Regions from separate parts of the Sus scrofa genome. Here all the other regions are linked to region 3. A link is a contact called in public Hi-C and HiChIP or PLAC-seq data. All regions are on one chromosome and are shown on one strand. The core of a region is the stretch at or near the end of the contact, and the rest is flanking DNA. Distances in the headings are between cores, read along the strand shown. Region 1 has its middle 60 kb from the start of C17H20orf85. Region 2 holds the start of ANKRD60 (ankyrin repeat domain 60). Region 3 holds the start of ZBP1 (Z-DNA binding protein 1). Region 4 has its middle 24 kb from the start of ANKRD60.

The links. A called contact is a pair of places that touch in the nucleus more often than the background predicts. HiChIP or PLAC-seq counts read pairs in DNA pulled down with a chosen protein or histone mark.
Region 1: a Hi-C map of subcutaneous adipose tissue shows a contact between it and region 3, with 1.9 times the contacts expected there. The contact joins the enhancer-like site here to the promoter of ZBP1 in region 3. A contact is called at or near these places in 8 of 47 Hi-C or Micro-C datasets (alveolar macrophages, embryonic fibroblasts, mesenteric adipose tissue and 4 more) and 2 of 2 datasets of contacts at active chromatin or transcription factors (alveolar macrophages and skeletal muscle).
Region 2: a contact with region 3 is called in an H3K27ac HiChIP or PLAC-seq map of alveolar macrophages. The contact joins the promoter of ANKRD60 here to the promoter of ZBP1 in region 3. A contact is called at or near these places in 2 of 2 datasets of contacts at active chromatin or transcription factors (alveolar macrophages and skeletal muscle).
Region 4: a contact with region 3 is called in a Hi-C map of retroperitoneal adipose tissue, with 2.3 times the contacts expected there. The contact joins the enhancer-like site here to the promoter of ZBP1 in region 3. A contact is called at or near these places in 5 of 5 promoter capture datasets (fetal liver, fetal skeletal muscle, liver and 1 more), 9 of 47 Hi-C or Micro-C datasets (adipocytes, adipose tissue, fetal liver and 4 more) and 2 of 2 datasets of contacts at active chromatin or transcription factors (alveolar macrophages and skeletal muscle).

What each region holds. Positions count from the first base shown.
Region 1 is chr17:58,311,534-58,314,233 of Sscrofa11.1, forward strand. No RefSeq gene overlaps it. Among named protein-coding and RNA genes, the nearest start is that of C17H20orf85, 60 kb to the right of the region's middle. Within about 2 kb of position 1,343, at least 22 of the 83 cell types and tissues checked have an H3K27ac peak or open chromatin away from gene starts, as enhancers often do. A contact at or near this core is called in embryonic fibroblasts, skeletal muscle and subcutaneous adipose tissue, where this site is marked.
Region 2 is chr17:58,433,408-58,436,107 of Sscrofa11.1, forward strand. ANKRD60 (ankyrin repeat domain 60) reads right to left here and starts at 1,262. Exons shown (of 4, transcript NM_001128449.1): 1 at 978-1,262. The coding sequence starts at 1,092. It overlaps PPP4R1L, which reads right to left. Exons shown (of 13, transcript XR_002340199.1): 13 at 1,559-2,700.
Region 3 is chr17:57,984,728-57,987,427 of Sscrofa11.1, forward strand. It overlaps ZBP1 (Z-DNA binding protein 1), which reads right to left and starts at 1,390. Exons shown (of 9, transcript NM_001123216.1): 1 at 1,224-1,390. The coding sequence starts at 1,317.
Region 4 is chr17:58,408,921-58,411,620 of Sscrofa11.1, forward strand. No RefSeq gene overlaps it. Among named protein-coding and RNA genes, the nearest start is that of ANKRD60, 24 kb to the right of the region's middle. Within about 2 kb of position 1,296, at least 10 of the 83 cell types and tissues checked have an H3K27ac peak or open chromatin away from gene starts, as enhancers often do. A contact at or near this core is called in adipose tissue and retroperitoneal adipose tissue, where this site is marked.

The sequences.
Region 1 (2,700 bases), core at 93-2,592, 330 kb after region 3:
ACAGTAGGATATTGTCTACTTATTGTCTATTCTAAACGTAAGCATTTGCATCTATTAACCACAAACTCCCAGTGGGGTAACGTAGTCTTTTAGAAAGGCACCTTGCCACCCATAATGAAGTCAGTGTTCCTTTACCGCGGAAGAGAGATGAAGATGACTCTTGGGTAGGTAATTAACAATATCTGTTGGGCGGGAAGAAAAAACCACAACTGGAAGCCATGTAAACAAGTAAATGATGGTCCATCCATAAGATACGAAAGTACCCAGCCATTAACAGCACGGGCTTTTGGAAAATTCTTGCTAATGTGAGAGAATGTCTGTGATACAATGTCACATGCAAAAAAAAGGGGGGGGGAATATAAAGCTACCCAAAGGTTTCCATTTTTATAAACACACTTCTCAACGACACACACATACACAGGACAGAGAATTCGAAGAAATACACCATGATTTTCATAGTGTTTTTCTCTAAGTAGAGTAATTACCAATGGCTTGTATTTTCTTTTTTACGCTTTATTTTTTTCCAGAGATTTTCAACACACACGCGTTGCTGAATGGTGAAAATGGACAAGTCATTAAAATTTTAAGTAAAGGAGTTCCTGTCATAGCGCAGTGGTTAACAAATCCGACTAGGAACCATGAGGTTGCGGGTTCGATCCCTGGCCTTGCTTAGTGGGTTAAGGATCCAGCGTTGCCATGAGCTGTGATATAGGTCAAAGACATGGCTCGGATCTGCATTGCTGTGGCTGTGGTGTAGGCTGGCAGCTACAGCTCCGATTTGACCCCTCGCCTGGGAACCTCCATATGCCGCGGGAGCAGCCCAAGAAATGGCAAAAAGACAAAAAAAAAAAAAAAATTTAAGTAAAAAGAAAAGTAGTGGAATCCTCACTCACAGCTTAGTTTGGTGCTATTTCGCCCTGTGTCAAAGCCCAGCGTCGAAAAGAAAAGAAAGAGAGAGGGAGTAGAAATGAGAAAGGAAAAAAGAAGGGGGGGAAAGCAGAGAGAAGGGGGGAAGGAACGAGGTGAAGTGAGGAACATCTGGAAGGGAGGGGAGGGGAGGGAGGGGAGGAGGGAGGGGAGGGGGGGGGGGGGGGGGGGGGGGGGGGGGGGGGGGGGGAGGGAGGGGAGGAGGGAGGGGAGGGGAGGAGGGGGAGGGAGGGGAGGGGAGGAGGGAGGGGGAGGGGGAGAGGGAGGGGAGGAGGGAGGGGGAGGCGGAGGGAGGAGGGAGAGGAAGGGAGGGCAGGGGAGGAGGGAAGAGGAGAGGAGAGTGGGGAGGGGAGAAAGAAAGACAGAATGTTCCGGAGAAGCCGTGCTTTTGCTGGGAAAGACTCCAACAAGAACTGGAGTTGTGTTTCCTCCACCAACTCCCAAGAGCCCTGGCCCACCCCCCGCCCAATATCAACCCCGTCCTCTCAAGGGCAAGCTCTGAGGGGCCCTTGGGTGTTTTCTTTGATCAAGTGACCCAGGCAGGAAACTCCGCAGCTGGCACTGACTCACTCCCTCTCCCCTGCCTGTTCCTGCCCCAGCCCCTGGGGCTCATTTTTGGCTGGTTTCTGTGAGCCCCGCAGCTGTCTCATCTCCAAACCTCCCCAACTCCACTCCAGGCTTGCGCTTGAACAGGGGGGCGGGGGCGGGGGCGGTGGAGCTGGGGTTCATCCCTAGCCAGCTGTGCCCTCAGAGGAGATGGGAATCAAAGCCGACAAATAAATAATGGGGTTCACCAGCCTTGCCTGACAGCCCGCCTGGAGCAGAGTCAGAGCCTGGAAAGGTTCCTGGGAAATCCTGGGCTCGGATGCTTACTCAGCAACCACAAACTCTATCTTGGGTCTGAGTCCTAAAAAACAACGATAGAAGTTTCTTTGAAGATGCTCCTGTCCCTCCCACCAGCCCGCACCCCATCTCCAAGTATAAAGGCCTCCCAAAACAATCCTGAAACAGAACTTGAAAGTTAAATCACATTCTCAAAACTTGTGCAGTCAAAACACAGCCCCGATGCCCCAAAGGGTTTCTGCGCAAGGGCAAATCTGCTTCCTCCCCAGCTCCACCTTCCCTCTCATCACTTCCACCCTCTGAGAAATGCAGCAACCACACCTGGACTGCCAGCCATTAGGAAGCAGGTCCAGGTCACCGAGCACCTGCGAGGTGGATTGTGCAGCTGGGAACTGAATTTTTTATTTTATTTAAGTTTAACAAGCATTCATGTTAAAAACGGTAGAGTGAACATATTTTTCTAAGAGACAATTTTGTTTTGTAAGAACTACTGTGTTGGTTTGCTCTTGCAGCCGTGATCAAGAAATTTTATAGCTTAAAACTATACATCTATTTTTTTTTTCTCTTACAGTTCTGGGACATCAAAAGCCTGAAATGGGTCTTACAGGCTACAAGCACAGTGTTTGCAGGGCTCTGCTCCTTCCTGCAGGGTGTAGGGGAGCATGTGTTGGCTGGCTTTTCCAGCTTCTAGAGGCTTCCTGCATGCCTCAGCTCATAACCCATGCTTCCTCCATCTTCAAAGGCAGCGATGTGGAGTCTGACTACTCTCCGTAGTTGGAGCTCCCTCTGAGCAGAGCCACAAAAGGGTCCCTGCTTTTGTGGACATTATGAGTTCACTGGACCCCCCCCCTTATAATCCAGGATAATCTCTTGATTTCTGGGTCATCTGGTTAATTCCATGTGCATCCTTAATTTTCTTTGCCTTGTAAG
Region 2 (2,700 bases), core at 12-2,511, 450 kb after region 3:
CCTTATGTAGACAGAGGAGGCTGAAGGATTGGGGTTCGGGTATGCAACTGGTTAAGAAGAGACTGGGGTCTCCGAATCGAGTGGATCCGGCCTGGGATCTGGGGTCACGATCTGGGTCGAGTCGGATCCGGGATCTAGGTTTCGGTTGTGAGCAGGGGTCACTTGGGGATTGTATCCGAGGTTCAAACGTAGGTACGGTTCGTGAGAGAGACGAGGCCCTGGGAAGGGCAGAGTTTAAGGCTTTGACGTCCTTGAGTCTATACGATTGCCGATGGTCACACGGTTAGCCTGGGGACTTGGGGTTCAGTCTGGGGCGGGTTTGGCCTTGGTTTGAGGGTCCTGGAGTGGGTTTGTTCAGAGCTCTAGAGCCCTTGTGAGGACACAGTTATGGAAAGATTTGGGATTCTGGGGTAGTCATGGTAACCCTGGAGATTTGGGGTTCACTCTGGGGCAGGGCTGGGGCGTTCTGATGGCCCACAGCCCAGCACAGGGATGTGAAGTTTGCCTCCACCTGGGGTCCTGACCAGCAGGTTTGCCTGAGGCTGTGGGGTCCCACTGAGAACAGATGTTTCCCTTGAGGTCTTGTGTGGATGGCACTGCCAGCTCTGTGACTTGGGTCCCAGATGAAGACATGGGGTCTGGGGGTCTGAGGGTCCTGCTGCTTGGGGATTTGGGGTTCTGATGAGGACAGGGTTTGCTCAGGTAGGCAGGTCGCACACCTTGCTTTGGGACTGGAGACCCAACACAGGTGGGGTTTGCCAGGAGATTTGAGGTCTAAGGCGGACCCGGGTTTTCTGCAGTTGGGAATTCCTTAGGTGGTCAGGGCTGGCTTTTCCACCTGCGGTTCCAGGGGACTGGGGTCTGTTTTGACCTCTGGGGGTGCTCCTAGGCAGGCTTCCCCTCCTGCACCGCAGGATGGGAAGGGGACTGGGTCTGGGGAGTACGTGCGGCCAGGAAAGGGGTCGGGCAGGGGCCACCTTGGTCCAGGTACTGGAGCCGCTGGAGGTTGAAGGGGATGCCAAGCCTCAGGTCCAGCTCCTCCTTGAGCTCCCGCACGGTCATGTCGCTGTGGCAGTTGGTCACTCGGCACATTTCCCCGGAATCCTCCAGCAGCACTCGCACGACGAAGACGTCTGAGGCCACGTCGAGCGCCAAGTGTACGGCCTGCGGGTCCCCAACACGGCTGTAGCCGCGGGTGCGGACCCCGGGCTGCGCGGCCAGGAGCTGGGGCCGGGCTGAGCCCGCCCCCTGCCCGTCTGGCCGGCGGCCCGCGGGGTCGGGACGATCGGCGCCCCGCGACGACCTCTCCGCCTGCGCCTCTGCCCCCGCCCTCCGCATCGTCCTCGGCTCCGCGCGCCCCCCAGCCCCCCGGCCCCCGGGCCCCGGCGCGCGTTATCCCCGCTCCACGCGGTGGCCGCGCGTCATCGCCGCCCCCGCCCCGGCGCCCCCTCTGGGACAACAGAGCCCACCCTCCCCCCGGGGCGGCAATTAACCAACCAAGGCGGGGCTGCACGTGGACGCGGGTGGCGCGGCTGAAACCAGGAAAGGGCACAGGCACTTCCTCAAGTAAGAGGGAGATTTATTGAGATCAATACAGAGGCATCGCCGCCCAGAGGCCCCGCGTCCCGGCGCACCCAGCTCCGGCCACATCCCAACTCCTTCTCGCAGCTTCCAAGTTGCTCTTAATGTCAGTTCCTGTAACCTGGAAAACGGAGCGGCTTGTGGCCGTTTAGGCACCTGTGATCTCTTCTCCGTGTCTGTTTAAAACACAATCATTGCACAATTTGGGGCCAACTACCTGGAGGAATTATGCGTGAATCATCGCTGGGTAAAGCAGAGAGTTGTGAAGTGCAGTCTTTAGTCATGCTTAAAAATCGCATTTCTAGCATGAACGGAAAAAAACCCACACTGCAGAAACAGGACTCCGTTTAGGCAGATCTGGCCCAACTTGACAGTGAAAAAGCCCCATACGTCGCACCCCGGAAGTGGAAGACAGATCTTTCTGAAAATCTGCAAAGCTCCATCACGACCCATCAACTTTGAAAACGTTCTCGAATTCTTGGAGTGGGAAAGGTGCTGATGAAAATGCTTAACAAGGGTGAAATGTCACGGGGGGGGGGGGCGCTGAGATGGTTCTATCGCTGAGACCCCTTTAAGAAACCAGCTGGTGCTTTTCCATTGACTCGGGAAGAAACTGGCTGTTTAAGTCAACAGGAAGGGGACGTCAGGTGGTGAAATCACACACACTCACAACCACACCTGTGACCAGTCAGTGGGTAGGGCGCTGAATCCATGAGAACAGCAAGGGCAACCAGAACAATCTTAGAAACATCTCAGCTGTTACAAACCAAGACTAAAATGTGAGCTTTAAACATACTTTTTGCAGGGAAGATACAGTCATAAAAATGTCTTCTCACTGGAAAGGCATTCCTGTTACAGAAAAATCTTAACACGGACACTCAAAACTTAAAGGTCAGATTATTTACCAAAGAGTCTTGACAACCTCTACAAGCACATCTGATTCCGCAGGCAAATCATATGCAAATCGAACCCATCCTCACAAATTCAAGCGAATTTTTTTTTCTTAATGGAAAAATGAAGCTCTGAACAGAATACCAGATTCCAGTTGAAGAAGTCTACTTGCTGCTAGATCAAGAGATTTTTAACAATATGACACTCTCAATTTCTAGGCAATTAAAA
Region 3 (2,700 bases), core at 140-2,639:
GAAAAGCTGCCCCTGGTGGGCGTCTCCCCCTGGCTCCTCCTCCAGTCACCTGACCCTAAAGGGGAACCGATGCCAAGAAGGCTGGGCTGGCCTCCTTGGCTCGCTCTCCCAGCTGGGGAACCGGAAGCTGTGAAATGGACGAAGCGAGGGACCCCTGGAAAGCCCGCAGCGGAGGAAGTTAAATTTGGTCACGAAGTGCCCCTGACAGGTACCGGCAGGTCCCCTCGGGAAGTATGACAGGACCTTGGGGAACAGCCGGGGCCCCTGGGCCACACCCGGTCAGCCGCCCTCCCCGGCTTGCTCTCTTTTCTGGGTTTGAGACCCACTTCTGTCACCTGCTACCCAGTTCTGTCACCTGCTATCTGGGAAACAGTGAAACGTGTGGCTCCATGAAAGATTGCGGTAAGGATTTTTTGTTTGTTTGTTTGTTTTGTTTTGTTGCCTTTTCTAGGGCCACACCCATGGCATAGAGAAGTTTCCAGGCTAGGTAGGGGTCGAATCGGAGCTGGAGCCGCCGGCCTACGCCAGAGCCACAGCAACGCGGGATCCTAGCCGTGTCTGCAAACTACACCACAGCTCACAGCAACCGGATCCTTAACTCACTGAACAAGGCCAGGATCGAACCCTCAACCTCCTGGTTCCTAGTCGGATTCATTAACCACTGAGCCACGAGGGGAACTCCTGGTGAGGATTAAATGAGCTCATGATCACAAAACACAAACGAAGAAACAAAAAGCCCCTCAGGTCACAGCCCACGAGCTTTTGTTGTGTGGGGGGGGCGCCTAGAGCACAGCAATGGCTCAATAACAACTGGCTGTCACTCAGCGCTGCCTGAAGCAAAGTTATCCCAGGAGAGAAGGAAGCAGGATGCAGCCAGGCACAAGCCCGGGGCCACCCGTCCAAACTTCTGTTCTTCCTCCAAACCGAGGGTGAGGACAGGGGCTCGGGTCCCAGGCTCAGTGGGGTTGTTTCACCAGCAGAGCCTCAGGGATCTCAGGTGGAAGACGGAACGGCCATCAGGCTTGCCCCGGGGGTCCTTGCAACATGCACACCAAGCGTGTTGCAAGCTGCCCGGGGCAGATGGAGGCTCTGAGTCAGACCCAATGGCCTCTCTCCCTCTTTCTCGCTCCTGCTTTGCTATCAGGGCTGTGATCGGCCGAGAAAAGGAACCAGGACAAAGTGCAAGTTCCACCCAGGAATGTCCCCTGTTCCTTAGAAGGTACCTGCATCCTCTGGGTCGGCAGGGGTCTCGGCCACGTCGGCAGCAGCCGCTGGGAGCCTGGGAGCCTTGGGGACAGTGGCCTGCTCCGACTCCATGGCCTTGAGAAGGTGGGTCCGGCCGAGGCTGAGTGTCGTTTTGTGACCCAGCCTGGGGCTGCTGGCAGCTGTGAGGATGTTCCAGCTTCACTCACCAGATGTGAGCTGTTCACGTGCCCGGAAACAGGCCTCGTCACTGAATGAGCAGATTCAGGGCATGAAGAAAATGAAACTTGTCTGTGTGGTATTCGAAAGAAACAAAACTGAAAGTAGAACGGAGCAAGACAGAGTTACGGCTGCAACTAGATGCCCGTGGGGAGTTGCTGAGCTGGGCAAGGCCAGACCTTCCTCTGGGGCCGAGGGCTCCCACTGTGACCCCCACAAGCCCACCAAGACACCTGGGGGGTGCCCTGTTCACCTTTGTATATGTCATAACGGCAGCCCTAAGCAATGAGATCCTGCTGTGTGGCACTGGGAACTATATCTAGTCACTTGTGATGGAGCTTGATGGGGGATAATGTGAGAAAAAGAATGTGCGTGTGTGTGTGTGTGTGTGTGTGCGTGCGCGTGTGCGCGAGACTAGGTCAGTTTGCTGTTCAGTAGAAAATTGACAGAACCCTGTAAACCAACTATAATAGAGAAAATAAAAATCACTATTTAAAAATTTTTTTAAATAAAAAATAAAAGAAGTTAACAGTTTCACCAAAAAAGGGGGGGAAAAGCACAACGCCAGCCCTCTTTCCTGAGTCCCTTCTGCATGCTCTGTGATCCCGTGTGCCTCTGACTCATCGGCGGGGCGTAGGGGCTGATACTGGTCTCTTTTCTCAGAGAGGAAACTGAGCCACTTGCTCAAGGTGAGGCAGCCCACAGGGTCAGGGACTCGTCCCCAGAAGCCCCTGGGATCGGGGTCCCAGCTGTAGAGGGAAGGAGGGGGCGCCAGGGTGGGGCGCCCAGGGGGACATCATCCCCAGCATTTCCACAAAGGGAGGCATTCAGGACAAGTATATCCATGGAAGGGGTCCCAGAGGCTTGTCTCAAAGCTGTCTTTGTAAAGCAAGCAGGGAAAAAACCCAATGCCTGGCCCTCCTCAGAACAAAAAAATCCCAGTCTCAGGAGGTGGGGCTGAAGGTCCCAGGTGACTTTATTCGAACCCAAGGCGGAGTGTTGGACAAGTCAATAAAAACCACAGTGAGGCTTTTGTTCTTTTTTTTTTTTTTTTTTTTTTTTTTTTTTGCTTTTTTTGGGCTGCAGCCACAGCATATGGAAGGGGTCAAATTGGAGCTACAGCTGCCAGCCACAGCCACAGCCACAGCAACAAGGGATCCAAGCCATGTCTGCAACCTACACCACAGTTCACAGCAACAGCAGATCCTTGACCCACTGAGCAAGGCCAGGGATCGAACCTGCGTCTTCATGGATAATAGTCGGATTCGTTTCCTCTGC
Region 4 (2,700 bases), core at 46-2,545, 420 kb after region 3:
GTGCTGCCTCCCCGAGGCCCCACTGGCCTGAGGCACAGCGCCCCGTCCACACAGCGCCTCTTCCTCTCTCCCGAGGGGTCCGTCTGCACATCTCCGAGGGCCTGGCCAGGCCACGGGCCCCCGTCCTCCAGCACTGCCTCCCCTGTCCTGCCGGCAGGCGCGCTGTCCTGAACACTCACGGTTAAGTCGACAGCTTTTCTGCCAAAGAAAATCTCCCTTTGCCTTGAACTTCACAAACTTTCCTGGTTACGTGTTCAAAATACACAGCCTCGCTGGGATAAAACTCACATTCCAGAAAGATCACCCGTGGAGAGGGTACAATTCGATGGTTTGGACGCTTTCTACGGAATTACACACCACATGCCTGTCATCTCACCGTGGACCATGCTCCTTGGCCCCCAGAAAGGAACTCCCTGCCCGTTGGCGGTCACTCTTCATTCCTCCTGGCCCCGAGCAGCCAGGAACCTGTCTCCTGTCCCTGGGGGTTTGCCTGCTCTGGCCTTTCGGCCAATGGAAGCCAACAGGCAGTGGCCTTTGGGGACCGGCTCCTTTCACGCGGTCACATGTTCTTGAGGTTGGGCCCATTAGACGCCGCCCACGAGGACCCCGTGTAAACTGGAGGATTCGGGTCCCCTCCCTCACTCTCTACGAAGGAGGCAGAGCGGGAACAAGAACAACACCCCAAATCATTCATCGCCGTGCAGATGAGGAGAACCGAGGGGTGCGCTAAGGAACATGCCAGGCCCATGACGAGCAGCAGGGATGGCGCGGAGGGAGAGGGTGAGAGGGGTGAGTCAGGGTGAGCCAGACAAATAGAGGCGGGAAGAGCATCCCAGGCAGAGGGAACAGCATGTGCGAAGGCCCGGCTCCAGGAAGGACATAAACGAAGGCTGCGTGCCTGGGACCCGGAGCTAAGGAACGTGGCCCAGAACGAGACCTGTGAGAAGTCACGGGGAGTGGGGAGCCTCGAAACCTCCAATGCTTTGTATCCGAGGAGCAATGGGGAGCCAGTGAAAGTTTGAAACGGAGGAGGAATATCATCACAAATTCCATTTGCGAGATCATTCTGCAGGCTGGGCAGAGATGGCGACAGCGGGGCTGGGTGAGGGAGCTGGCAGTGGACGGGAGGAGAAGCTCCATGGGGCTTGGAGGCAGGTTGGACAAAGGGGTGAGAGAGAGGGAGGGGGAATGGGTGCCCCCACCCCCACCCCAGGACGGGGCAGGACGGGGCAGGACGGAGCGGCAGCAACCGTGGTGTCCTGGGCTGGCCAGCGTCCGATCAGTCTTCCACAGGATTCTTGGCCAAAGCAGCTGGAGGCTTCCAGGCCTCAACCTCATTACCCAACACAGCTCGGCCATTAGCCTTCACAGGCGGCCCATCAGCACGTCCGTGGAGCCAACAGTTGAGAACTCATCTGGCCTGCTCGCCACCTCATTGCTTCATGTCCTCAGCAAACTGGCACCACAGTGAAATTATGCTCCTTGCTCAGCCAGTGCATTAAACTTAAACGTTTTCTCTAACCAGCGCACCCTGTGCCTGCTTTAATCCCCAACTGATTTATCTCCCCAATTTATCACCAGGGCTCCGTTCAATCAATACTGGCTGGGATGCACCCACAGAGGCGTCTGATTTATGTTACACCAACCCCTGGGGAAGGGGGGCCACTGGAGGTTCTGCTCGGCACCCCAGTGCCCCCTGCCCCCCATAATGATGGGTCTGCTCCCCCTGCAGGGCACACCAGCCTTGGCCCCCAGATGACAAACCTGAGATTCACCAGACCCCCCAAATGCCACAGGCACACCCCTCCTCCTGCTCAAAGGGGCCTACAGGTCTGCTCCCAAGCTGCCCGGGGCCAGCCCCGAGCTCAGGACTCCCTGGGGGAAAAACGTTTTGAAAACCACGAAGGCTTTGCGTTACTCCGGGCAGAAGCGGGCTCTGGGAAGGGGGCCGGCGTGCCTGCCCTGTGCGATTGTGTCTTACTGCCCCAGGAACAGGGTTTAAATTAGATCGCTGTCTCTTGCTCCGGACATAGGAAAACAGGATGTCGGGTTTCTGGTTCCCAAGGATTTAGCAAAACTTTTGTTTAAAAAAAAAAAAAAAAAACTGAAAAAGATGCCAGAAAGATTTTTCCCTTCCAAAAGGAGGGACCTGGGGTCTGAAACCAAATAGATGAGGTCAAGGTCTTCCCTCTTGAACTTGCTCTGGCAAAAGTTCAATAGAATCGCATCCTCTGGTTCTAATTCTAAACTTCCTGGAGGAGGGCGGGGGGAGGGCTTGCTCAGTCTATAGCCTTTCTCAAAATAAATCACCAGCAGGTCACGGCACTGCTCGTTATTAAAATGCTAAATTATTTGACGTCTCCACGTTTCCACTGCCCCGCTCTTTAAGCAGACTTGGAAATGCCTTTAGGCAGGGAGAAAACGTTTCCAAAACCTAAACCACTCGTCTGGTACTAAACGCCTTTAAGGGCCCAGCCAGTCAGAGGTGGGTAGAAGAGCAGGGTAGAAGAGGCGATAGGGCAGGGTAGGGACTGGGGCAAACTCAGGAAGGGGGCGGCTGCTACTCTATGTCAACCATTCATTGCCCGGGAAGAGGCGCTCCAGATACTGAGGTTCTTGAACTTGCCAAAGATATTCGTGCCCCCCGCCCCACAACTAGGCACATACATCCTCTGCCATTAAGCCGTGGAGGGACCAGGG